Linked DNA regions of Anas platyrhynchos: region 1 is linked to region 2. The links are chromatin contacts, called in public Hi-C maps. All regions are on one chromosome and are shown on one strand. The core of a region is the stretch at or near the end of the contact, and the rest is flanking DNA. Distances in the headings are between cores, read along the strand shown. Region 1 holds the start of COL23A1 (collagen type XXIII alpha 1 chain). Region 2 holds the start of PHYKPL (5-phosphohydroxy-L-lysine phospho-lyase).

Region 1 (5,286 bases), core at 742-3,241, 170 kb before region 2:
TACTTTCCATCCCACGCTTTTCTCAGGAGCAAAGCAGGTACTTGGCTGAGCGTTTCAGCATACACGGTACAAACCAAAACAGTTCTATCAAAATTAGAAAGTAAGGGATTGTGTATCCTTCCTGAAGCAGTACTTGAAGCTTCTGCTAATGTAGTTACTAAAACACATTGCACTTGCTAAAGGAGATGTGTGCTAGAAAAAGTATGTGCATGTACACATATGTGTACACACTATCCTGTTGAAATTCACTCTCCTCCTTGTAAACTTTAAAAATAATTCTATGACAGTACAACAACTGCAGCAAGGTGCCAAGTAGTTTTGCAGGCCTTACAGCGTTGCATAAATGAAACTTTTTAGTTTAAAAGGAGGATGGGCACAGGTCCAACATCGCTGGGCTCAGTAGTGGAGCAGCACAGAGCAGTCTGTAGCTGAGGAACAGCTGGGTGCCAGGAGCTCTGTCCTTAATTGGTCTGATTTCTCCTCTTTGGGCTGCCCTCCATGGCTTTATCTTCACGGGGAACAAGATGTTCACATACACACCCCCTTGTCACTACATGAATGTAGTTGGCACAATTTGTAATCTCTGCATATTTGGATCAAGCTAATGCTAATTGCCTGTCCCTGTTGGTAAATAACGACGAGATCTATTTACCTCTTTCTCTGTGCTTTTGATTTTTAGCTACCGTACCTAAAACAAGTTTGTAAACCTGCAAAGTGTTGTCAGGCAGAGGCAGAGCAGCCGTTTGCATCTCTGTAACAGGTCAGTTTTATATTTCACTAAGCATAGATGATGGGAGAAAATTAAGCTGTCTGTTAAGTGAACAAAACATGTTTTGTAAGGTGCAAACAGCATACAAAATCCAGCACCTCAAAAGCTGAGTAGGACAGGGGAAGACTTGCACTGGGGGTGAAACAGATGAAAGAGGTGAGGAGGTGTGGGGCAGAGGGCTTGGCTGCAGTAGCCACTTATCCTTTTTCCTCTTACATTTTCTAGATGTCCCTGTTGTAAGGAGGGCTTGGGCCATGTGCATGTGTTTTAAGGCAAGATGCTCTGCAAAGCTCCCCCAGGTTGATAGCACAGTGTCCGTGCACTGAGAGATCAGCAGCAAAGTCTCAGCAGGTGTGTAGAAAGGAGACAGGGAGAAGGGAGGGAAGAGGTGGCTCATAATAACCTGGCATTTTCCTTCCTGTGTCTTCAGGCATGTGAAGGGCAGGAAACAGTGGTTAGCGAGTGATATAAATTTACCTGGCTAGCTGGTTCGGAAGTAGTGGCTACAAAAAAAGCACTGCGTGTACACCAGGGCAGTCTGGCTGTGTGCACGGGTGTGTTTTATTAACACAGTTGCTGTTATCACTCCTAGCAGTTTTCTCTAGTGCTGTCTTAGGCTTCACCTGTCTGTTCCAGAAGTCAGCGTTACGTGTACAAGGGTGGGTCTGGGGCCAAGAGGCAAAGAGCAGATCTGGCTTTGTAGAGTCTAGACAAGCGTTGCGTTACCTGAGGCTGTTTTATAGGTGAGTCAAGCGTTGATGTGATGCAATCTGTAACAGAAAAAAAGACAAGGAAGACTTTGGCGAAGTCTGGGGCTGCTTAATGTTGTCTGTGAGCACAGCTTCCCTGCTTCAAAGGCTCCCTAAAGCAGCCGGGACACTTCACTGCCATTCAACCCGTGCGTTACCAGGCACGCTGGAACACCGCTGCGCTTTGCGGGTGCTGCCTCTTCCCTCAACCACCTCCCAACCCCAGCACGGAAAGGGAAAAAGAAGGAGAGGGGTCACACAACATCCCCGGCCCTTCCCCGCTCCGCCGGGTCCCCAATTAGCAGCGGGCCGGGGCCGGGACCCGCTGGAGGGCGCCAGCTCCGCGGGCTGCCGAGCGCAGCGGCCCCGGGGCCGGCCCCGTCCCGCAGCTACCGGGGGGGCGCTGGGGGCGGCCGGGAGGGGCGAGGGGGACACCGTGGAGGGGGGTTGGGGGGGACGAGGCCGGGCAGCTCTCCCGCAGGGGGCCGGGCAGGGCAGCGGGGGTGGGCTCTGCTGGGCGTCATCCCCCCCTCCCCTTCTCCCCGGGGAACCGGGGGGGTTGGGGGGGGGGCCGCTCCCGGAGCATCCCCCCCTTGCCCGGCTCCCCCCCTCCTCCTCCTCCTCCTCCCCGCTTCCTCCGTTTAAAGGCCGGGTCCCGGCGGGGCCGAGCGGAGGAGCAGCGGCCGCTCCGCAGCCCCAGTGCCGCGGCGGGGGCGCGCAGCGCACGGGGCGGGCGCTGGATGCGGCGCCGGGGGCGGGCGGGCGGCAGCCGAGCGGCTCCGGTCCGGTGCCCGGTCCCCGGTCCCCTCCTCCCGTCCCCCCCAGCGGGTCCTCCCCGCGCGGCGGCGCGGAGCTGGGAGCGATGAGCGCGGCCGGAGGAGCCGGCACCGCGGCGGGCACCGCCACCTCCGCCCTCTGCCTGCTCCTCTCGCTCACCGCCGTGGCCGTCTGCCTGCTGCTGGGAGCCAAAACGGCGGAGCTGCAGGGCCGCCTGGCAGCCCTGGAGGAGCGCGGAGCCGCCGGTCCCGGCCCGCTGCTGGAAGCGCTGCAGCCCCGCCTGGAGCAGCTCCTCCGAGAGGTGAGTGAGGGGTGGACGGGGCGGCCCCCCCCGGGGCTCCGTGTGGCGGCGCCGGCTTCGTTGTTTCCTTAGGAAAAGTTTTTTTGGGCTTCTTTTTGCCCTTCCCTCCTGCAGAACTTTGCTCCCTCTCGTGTTCCCGGCCCGTTAGTCGGAGCGCGTCGTGGGGTGGCCCCAATGGTTTCCCAGAGAAATGCCCCAGGGGCCGTGTTTGAGACCGTCCCGCTTTCCCCCTCGTTCCACTCAATGGCAAAGGTAATCCGAGTGCTTACACGCTATTTATCCCCGGGCGCAGTGGACTATAATTTCCTCGTTAGAAATATTTGAAGATGATCCCCGTTATCTAGGCTCAGTTGCAGGGTATCAAGTGGTCCAGCAGTGCTGAGCCGATTTCTGGTGGGTAGAGAAGAGCAGTGATGGATCCCTTCACTTTCAGCCCCAAAGTTTTATGAAATTACTCATTAAAGATTTCTGTGCTGAAAGACCTCTACTTAATGAGCAGTTGTCTACACCGATGTCCTTCTCTGTAACTAAGCCAAGCCCCCGGGAGAAGTCACACTTGATCCCAGCAGTATGTTTTTCCACAGGCTGAGGCGTTGTGGCGCTTAAGTTTGGGGCTTTGCACAGGGAGGGTGATGGGGAGGGCTCCCACCACTTGTAGGAACTTCTTGGAGATCCCACGGTCACTCTGCTGGGTCCCTGCAAACAGGAGCTCAAAACATGTGGTGGGATCCAGCATGGCTTACTGGGCTGCAGCAGGATGCTCCCGAGTGCCCGGGTCTGACATCTGGGGAGGGTTTACGCTGGTATTTTATTGCCAGCCTGCCCAGGGTGCAAGGCACGGTGCTGCACTAACATCGCTGCAGCCATGAAGCCTCAGTCATGCAAAAATGTGTTCTCCTGCAGCTCCCTCCAGCTGTGAGCAGCTCCGTGGAGCGAAAGTTGCACCGCGTGTGTGCGGGGGCTGCGTGGGGGGCAGACAGCTCTAGGGCCAGCAGGAGAAATTCTGCTGCTGCTGTGCCTTACGCTTGGAGCTGGATCCCACCGGCACCGCTGGACCATGCCCATGCTCCTGGAAACCTGGTCGCACCAATATGTCTTGATAAAGGGAAATGCTAAAAACTATTTTAGTGAAAACCCTGAATACCAGAACAGAGGGGTGCTTGTGAGGCGTAATCAGAAAATCTAGTTAGCGTCCTTTCTGCAGGCAGGAATTAGCCTGCCAGTCGTGGCAGTGGTTCTGTTCCAATTACTCCAATAACTGTGCTTAGCAATGGGAAGGGTTTCTGTGGCACTGCCTAAGATCATGTGCAACCTCTTGCTGAGATTTAGTTAAGTGTGGAAAGCTTGTTTTGTACTGGGAATGCTCAGATGGAGATTGTACAGGGGAAAATAAAGCAAAACCGCATAATTGGGTTTCTAATGCAAGAGGGAGCTTGTTGAAACGTTTAGTATAACCAAACTTTTGTCAATACCAAAAGCAAATTTTGGAAAGGGTAACAGAATCAAGGTATGCATGGTAGCCGTTGTGCTATCTATTAATCATCATTTTAAACAGGCTGATTCACTCACGTTAAGGTTTCAGAACATGCCTGTTTCTTGAGCAAATTCCTCTTCGTTACATAAGACCTCTCGCTCGTCAGGCAACTTCTGGCCTTTCTGTGCTTGGGAGTTTCTGGGGAGCGAGAGAATATTTCCATCAACATGAACATCAACTGATGCCTGGGGTCAGTTTTTTTGTTACACTCTGTTTTGGTCCTTCTTTGAAGTTTACCACAGTATTTCAGAAGTGAAACCAAAGCTCCATATGCTCTCTGTGCATGACCCCTGATACTTTGTTCTCTGTCACTGCACAAAAAGCATGACTGCATATACCAGTCTTGGGGTTTGGGAGCGTAATTTATGGAAGAACTGCACATGAAGAGCTGCAAATGCAAGACAAACATGCTGGTTTCCATTCCTCTTAGTGTTGTTTAAATGTTTGGCAAGTTAAAGAGGATAGGAAATAATAAAGGAAGGGTAAATGTGTAGGAAAGGCAATGAAAGCCGATTTGGACAACTGAAGTTTAGCTTTTGGCTCTGTGACAGGCAACCATCTAACTGTGGAGAAACTGCTGATTTAAGGATGCAGGAACTTAGCTTTCCCTCGGGTGCTCCTTTAGCTGAACGAGCTGCAGAGCCCTGGTTTGATGCTGTGTGAAACATTTCTAACAGTGTGGTCCAGCTGTGGTGGCATCTACCTCCACTTGCTCTGCAGCAAAAGCCCGAATTCGAAGCGCATCATTTCCATGCTGGAGTGAAAAAGTTAACGTGAGGATTATCGGAGTATCCAGTTGTTGTAAACAAAGCTGGACCGTTTTGTTCACAAAGGATTTATTGTCCGCAGTAGGCAGAGAGCGTCCAGATTAATCAGCTTCATGACAAGAACAATTCAATGGGAAAACAGAAGACTCGTTCCAGGATTCAGGACAGGAAAAGATCTCCTCTGACTACAAAACTAAAATGGAAGAGATGGAAGAGCTTCTTTCTTTTCCTCGAGCACCTTCATTGTCCAAATAATTTAAAACAAACACCAAATTTGAGTGATGCTTTGTAAGATCGTGACTGTAAGTGGATGCCAGAAAAGTCTTCAAATGCCTTTTTCCACAGCTGGGTCATTCCGCTCTTTGTGCTTCCCTTAGGACAACTTCTCT
Region 2 (5,171 bases), core at 1,175-3,674:
CAATCAATCCCTGTTCGCTAAGTTCTGGTACAAGTTGCCTCATAGCTGCTTGGTTTCATGGAACAGTCAGCTAACTTGTGTGGCTGTGTGTGGCTTCTTACATAATGTGGATAGGAACGGTGAGCGTTAAAGTGGAGATGTCCCGAGTACCTGAAGTACGTTTCTGGGTAAATGACGCTAAGTGCACTTAGGTTTTTATATTGTTAAACACTGAATTGTACGCTTAGCTTTAAGAGTGCTTTTTACGTCACTTTCTGAAGTAGGTGCATATCAAATCTGCTTTTTGGCTATTGAATGGAAAAGTTAGGACCTCGCTGAATTACTCAATGAATTTCCAAACCAGGTGGAAGAGATAGTAAACGGCTATTAGCCAGCAGGAGGGTTGGAGTCCTGCTGCATTTGCTGGGTAGGTTCGTAGATGGGATACCATTGTACAGACAATTCCATAGCATAGCAACTTCTTGCATTACTATTTGGAGTTCTTTTTTTACTCAATGTGACGAATGTTCAGCACGAAATAGCAGTCAAAACTGAAAGTCATCAGCTGCAGTGCATTAAGTTACTTTGGGCACATAGGTCTTTTAAAGCTGGCAAGTAACCTGGCATTTAGGTGCAATTTCTGAAATACGTAATTTGAGAAACTTTAATTGCTGGTATTCAAAATCTAAATGAAAATCTGACTTATTTATATGCATCTTAAAAAAAAAAAAACATGCAGTATGTGCTTTATCTGTCCTTACTTGTTTGGAATTATGCTGATAGGGCTTAATCCTCTACCATGTTACGCAAATATCCCTTATTTATGCGAATGGGTGCATCACTTCAGTGAGGCTGTTCAGAAGAGTTAAGACTATTTGCACGTGTGTGCCGTTAGGAAACCATGAAATGTTTTGTTTGAATGTACTTACATGGTATTTTATACAAAGCTGACTACATCTCTGTAAAATGTATCACCTTTAAAAGTATAATTATAAAGATATATTAAAAATACATAAAAAAAAGAATACTTAACATCTCTATTTGCAAAATTTTGCAATTTTTAATCATGTATGTGCCACGAAGTGTTCTATTTACTCACTTCTTTGGGGAACAACTGCTTTAAAAATGAAGGCATTAATAACAGTATTCCTTATCCATTGTTTTAACATGTTAAAATGGCATTAATTAGTACTGCATTGTGTATTTCTAGTCTAAAGCTGTAACGGACAGTACATTAGCTCGAGACCTCCAGAAACATTTTCTTGTGCTTTTTGTAACAAAAGCACAGACTAGATTTTCCAAGCCGGTCTCTCTGTACAGGTTACTTTGACAACTGTGTGAATATGTATAATGAACTCTGCATTTGTAACCAAGAATAAACCTTCAAAATTGTAAATGTTCAGGATGTTACTATAAATAGCTATGAAGTATCTTAACCAGACAAGAGTTCAAATAAAGATTAAAGGCCATTAGTAACACTTCCTCTGCTGTCTTTTGTTACTTACAAACTGACGTATGCAACAACTGTTTTACTTCCTAAATTCAACCTAATTTTAAGCACACAGCCATTTGGTTCTGGATTCTCCATATTAACAAAAAACGTAAATTGCTCGTATGTTTCTCATATATACTTGCAACTAGAAATGTTTAGTGCCTACATTTAGCAAATTGATCAAAATTTAAAATTTTCTGGAGCCCAGAAAATTTTAAAAAGCAGATGTCTTCAGTTTAAAACAAATGAATGCAAATAATGTGGTAGCAGAGATATTAAGCTTATGAACGCAGTTCGGGACAAAACACCTGCAAGGAGCAGAGGCCTGGACCCATCTCAGGACACCCCTTCTGGTTCTTTACCTTTGTGTTTTTAAGAAATTCCAAACCACACTGAGCAGAGGACCATCGTTTTCCTGTTTAATCCTAACCCAGTGCCCACGCTAGGCTGGGCTGTTCCCCAGTGGGTCAGGACTGCTCATCCGTCACCGACCCAGCAGAGGAGCACAGCACGGCACGGGTTTGTTTTCACTTTCACTTAGAGCGTGCAGTTAATTCAGTCCTAACACCCACGCTACAGCCCCAAATTAGTTTGGAATGTGGAGAAACTTCCTCACAGTGCAAGTTGCTCAAAGGCAAGGGTGCTATAGCAGCTGTAAGGCGCCTGAAGGGCCCTCAGAAACATTTTATTGCCTGCGAGGTGCCTGGAAACTAAACAGGCTCGGGTGCTGTGCGCTGGCACCAGCTTGCACTTCGGCCCCACGTGGGCTGACAGCAGCCTCACAGGACCCCAGTGGAGGCAGCCTCTCCTCTGGCTGTGCTATGGGACCTCCTGCGTGAAGCCACCACGAGAAAGGAGCCCAAACTGGAAGGTGCAAGAGTCCGAAGGCACTGGTGAGTTACTACCCTTACCCTTCGTGAAAGCAGCTAGCTAACGGCACGCTTGGGCTGGGGTTTGGGAGTGGGCAGGAGGCCAGGGGCTGCGTTCCCTCAAGGCAGGCTCGGTTATGACTCCCACCAACCCCCCCGTGCTCCTCCGGTAAGGCGGGACGTGGCAAGGAGCTGCCAGATCCACCAGGCACCCGAGCGCAGCGCTGCCGGCTCCGCAGCCCGCAGGGGGAGCGGCTGGGGCCGGGCTCCTCCTGGCTGGGGCCGCCCTGCGTGGGCAGCAGCAGCGGCACCGCCCCGGCAGCGAGGAGAGGAGGAGAGCGGCCTCGAGAGGGAAGAGCGGCCATGAGGCCGGCGCAGCGCAACCGCCACGACACCCTGGCCCTGCGGCAGCAGCTGATCGGGTAAGTGCTGCGGGGAGCGGGCGCTGCTGCTCCCCTCCCGGGCCCCCTGCATGCTCCTGGGCTGCCTGGCGTGGCTGCTTGGGGCTGCCTGGCCTGGGCCTGGGCCTGGGCCTGCTCTGCCCTGGTTGGGAGCAGGGCCCGCAGTGGCTGCTCCCACTGAGCGTGGCACCGGGCACTCGTGGCACCGGGTGCTCCTTCCTGCACGTGGCCGCAGCCAGGCGAGTTGGGCTGAGCCCAAAGGCTCAGATACTCTGCCTGCTCGCTGGCCAGACAATTTGTGCTTCACCAGTGCTTCAGGTTTAAGTGAGCAACACCAAGGGGGTAAAGGCGGTGCTGATAGCCTCCAAAAGCTGGGTTTTGCTCAGGTTATTAGCCGTAATTACTGGTTTTCAAGGAAGAGAGGAGGTTATAAAACTAAAGCATAAAGTTCCCTTAAAACATGTCTGACACGGCGTGCCTGGAACTGCTTATAAAGCACTTCTTGTCTGCTGGGCAGAGAGCACTCCTGGCTTTAACCAAGGAAAGTGCCAGAGGCTCAGGGTGGTGCTGGAGCAGCGCCGTGCCCATCCCTGTGCCACAGGGGCTCTGCAGGGCTGGGCATCTCGTCCTAAAGCTCATCGGGAATCAGGTCAAGACTCTCAGACACCAAAAACCTGAGAGAATCAACATACATCTGCTCAACTTAATTCTAGTAAGTGCAAGACTCATTTCCAGACTCCCAGTTACTTGCTTTGTTTCAGATGACTTTACATTCTTAGTTTTGTCAAAAGCTCCCAGCAATAGCAGCAAAACTATGTGGTTTTGCCCACAGGAATTGCCCCTTGTGTATTCAATAATCAAGGCGGCCTTAATCAGTAATGTTTTGTGACAATAAGAGGCAGGCTGGAAGCGTAAATGCTGAATTTGTAATTGAATTGAGAACTGTGCCAGTTGCACCAACCTGAAGAACACCATTTGTGTTTTTGTGGGCAATTTGCCCCGTTACTGGGAACAAAGACCCAGCCTCTCCAAATGCCTCTTTAGCACATGTTGAACCGTCAGGGTAACTTCCAAACAAAAAACAACAATAAGAACAACAACTTGTTTTATCAACCTGCTACCAGTTCATAGAGAAGGTAGAGGATTCCCGTTGGGACACTGAAGTATTTTCTTATTTTAGCATTGTCTTTTTTTTGTTTGATAATTTAAAAAAAATATATATCATCACATTATTTCCCTTTTCTTTTTGTTTAAGCACTCTTCACTAAATGAAGCAGTTGCCATCATCCTTCATTGCCAATTATATCCCTGCGACTCTATTTGGGTAGATGCATTTCAATTTTAATTGTCAAATGCGTTATCAGTGAAACAAAACAAGCTCACTTAATCAGGCCCAGCCTTATAAATAAAATAACATTAAATCACTCAAAAACCACCTGCACCATACAGTCTGGACAATCAGTACCTTTAGTGAGAACCAAGAACATAATAAAAATGGCAATAAGGTAAGACACAGACACCAAAGCTTCAAGAACAGGAAGGGCAGACGGTATAGATGAGATGTAACATCACAGGCAAGTCCCGTGTGCTGTGCTTGGGAATTCCTAGGGAAGGGGTTTGTGTTCTACTGTGTTTTTCCCCCTACAAGCCTGACAAAATTTGGCTACTGAGTCAGAGCACAAAAGCTGTTCTCTTCCTACCCCCAGCTTTGTTTTGGGGGCCAGCAGTAAGATGGCAGCATCTGCTGCTGCACTGGGGAAACGTCTTTCTCTTGAGTAACTCAACTGAAAACATGACCAGCAGAATAACCTGTGACTTGGGGAATATCACTAATGCTTGCTTTGCTTTCTGATGCTCCACCACAGCTCTGCTTGCAAGCTGTTTTTTTCTCATGATCCAGTGAAGATTGTGAAGGCCCAAGGCCAGTACATGTATGACGAGAAGGGAAGACAATACCTGGACTGCATCAACAATGTTGCTCACGGTAAGTTCAAGTCCTGTTATTTGATACTGTATTTTCTTAAGCAGAACAAGGAACAATCAGTGCTCTTTACCACTGTTCCCTTGTGTTAGGGTGAGAGGTTATTTAACTGAACAAGCAGAAGAAGGCCTTCTTGAGCCTACAGCCGGGGCAATTACTGTTCACATTTGAATCATGATGCCTTCCAGACTTGCATCTGTTCTGTTTTCACAGAAAGGTATTATCTAAAGCGTACAGAGCTTTGTACCTGAAAATGCAAGTCAAGCATCTAACTGTAAAACTCTCAACTGATAGTTTGTTGTACTTGTACAAGTTACTGAGGGGACTATCACAGGACCGCTGCTCAGTGAGGTGTATTATTTGCATTTTATGAAGCAGCTGTTTTTCTGGCAGTATTTTAAATTGTTTTAAAACGGTCAGTGCTGCCAGTAATATCCTACTAGGGCCAT

The links. Hi-C and Micro-C count contacts between places; a contact is called where the count stands out from the background.
Region 1: a contact with region 2 is called in a Hi-C map of subcutaneous adipose tissue, with 2.1 times the contacts expected there. The contact joins the promoter of COL23A1 here to the promoter of PHYKPL in region 2. A contact is called at or near these places in 2 of 8 Hi-C or Micro-C datasets (skeletal muscle and subcutaneous adipose tissue).

Annotation. Positions count from the first base shown.
Region 1 is chr14:4,808,118-4,813,403 of IASCAAS_PekinDuck_T2T, reverse strand. It overlaps COL23A1 (collagen type XXIII alpha 1 chain), which reads left to right and starts at 1,991. Exons shown (of 30, transcript XM_072023577.1): 1 at 1,991-2,596. The coding sequence starts at 2,381.
Region 2 is chr14:4,638,081-4,643,251 of IASCAAS_PekinDuck_T2T, reverse strand. PHYKPL (5-phosphohydroxy-L-lysine phospho-lyase) reads left to right here and starts at 2,424. Exons shown (of 13, transcript XM_027468627.3): 1 at 2,424-2,762; 2 at 4,607-4,725. The coding sequence starts at 2,704. The region is part of intron 8 of HNRNPAB (heterogeneous nuclear ribonucleoprotein A/B); the gene reads right to left. COL23A1 (collagen type XXIII alpha 1 chain) reads left to right here. Exons shown (of 30, transcript XM_072023577.1): 30 at 1-1,457.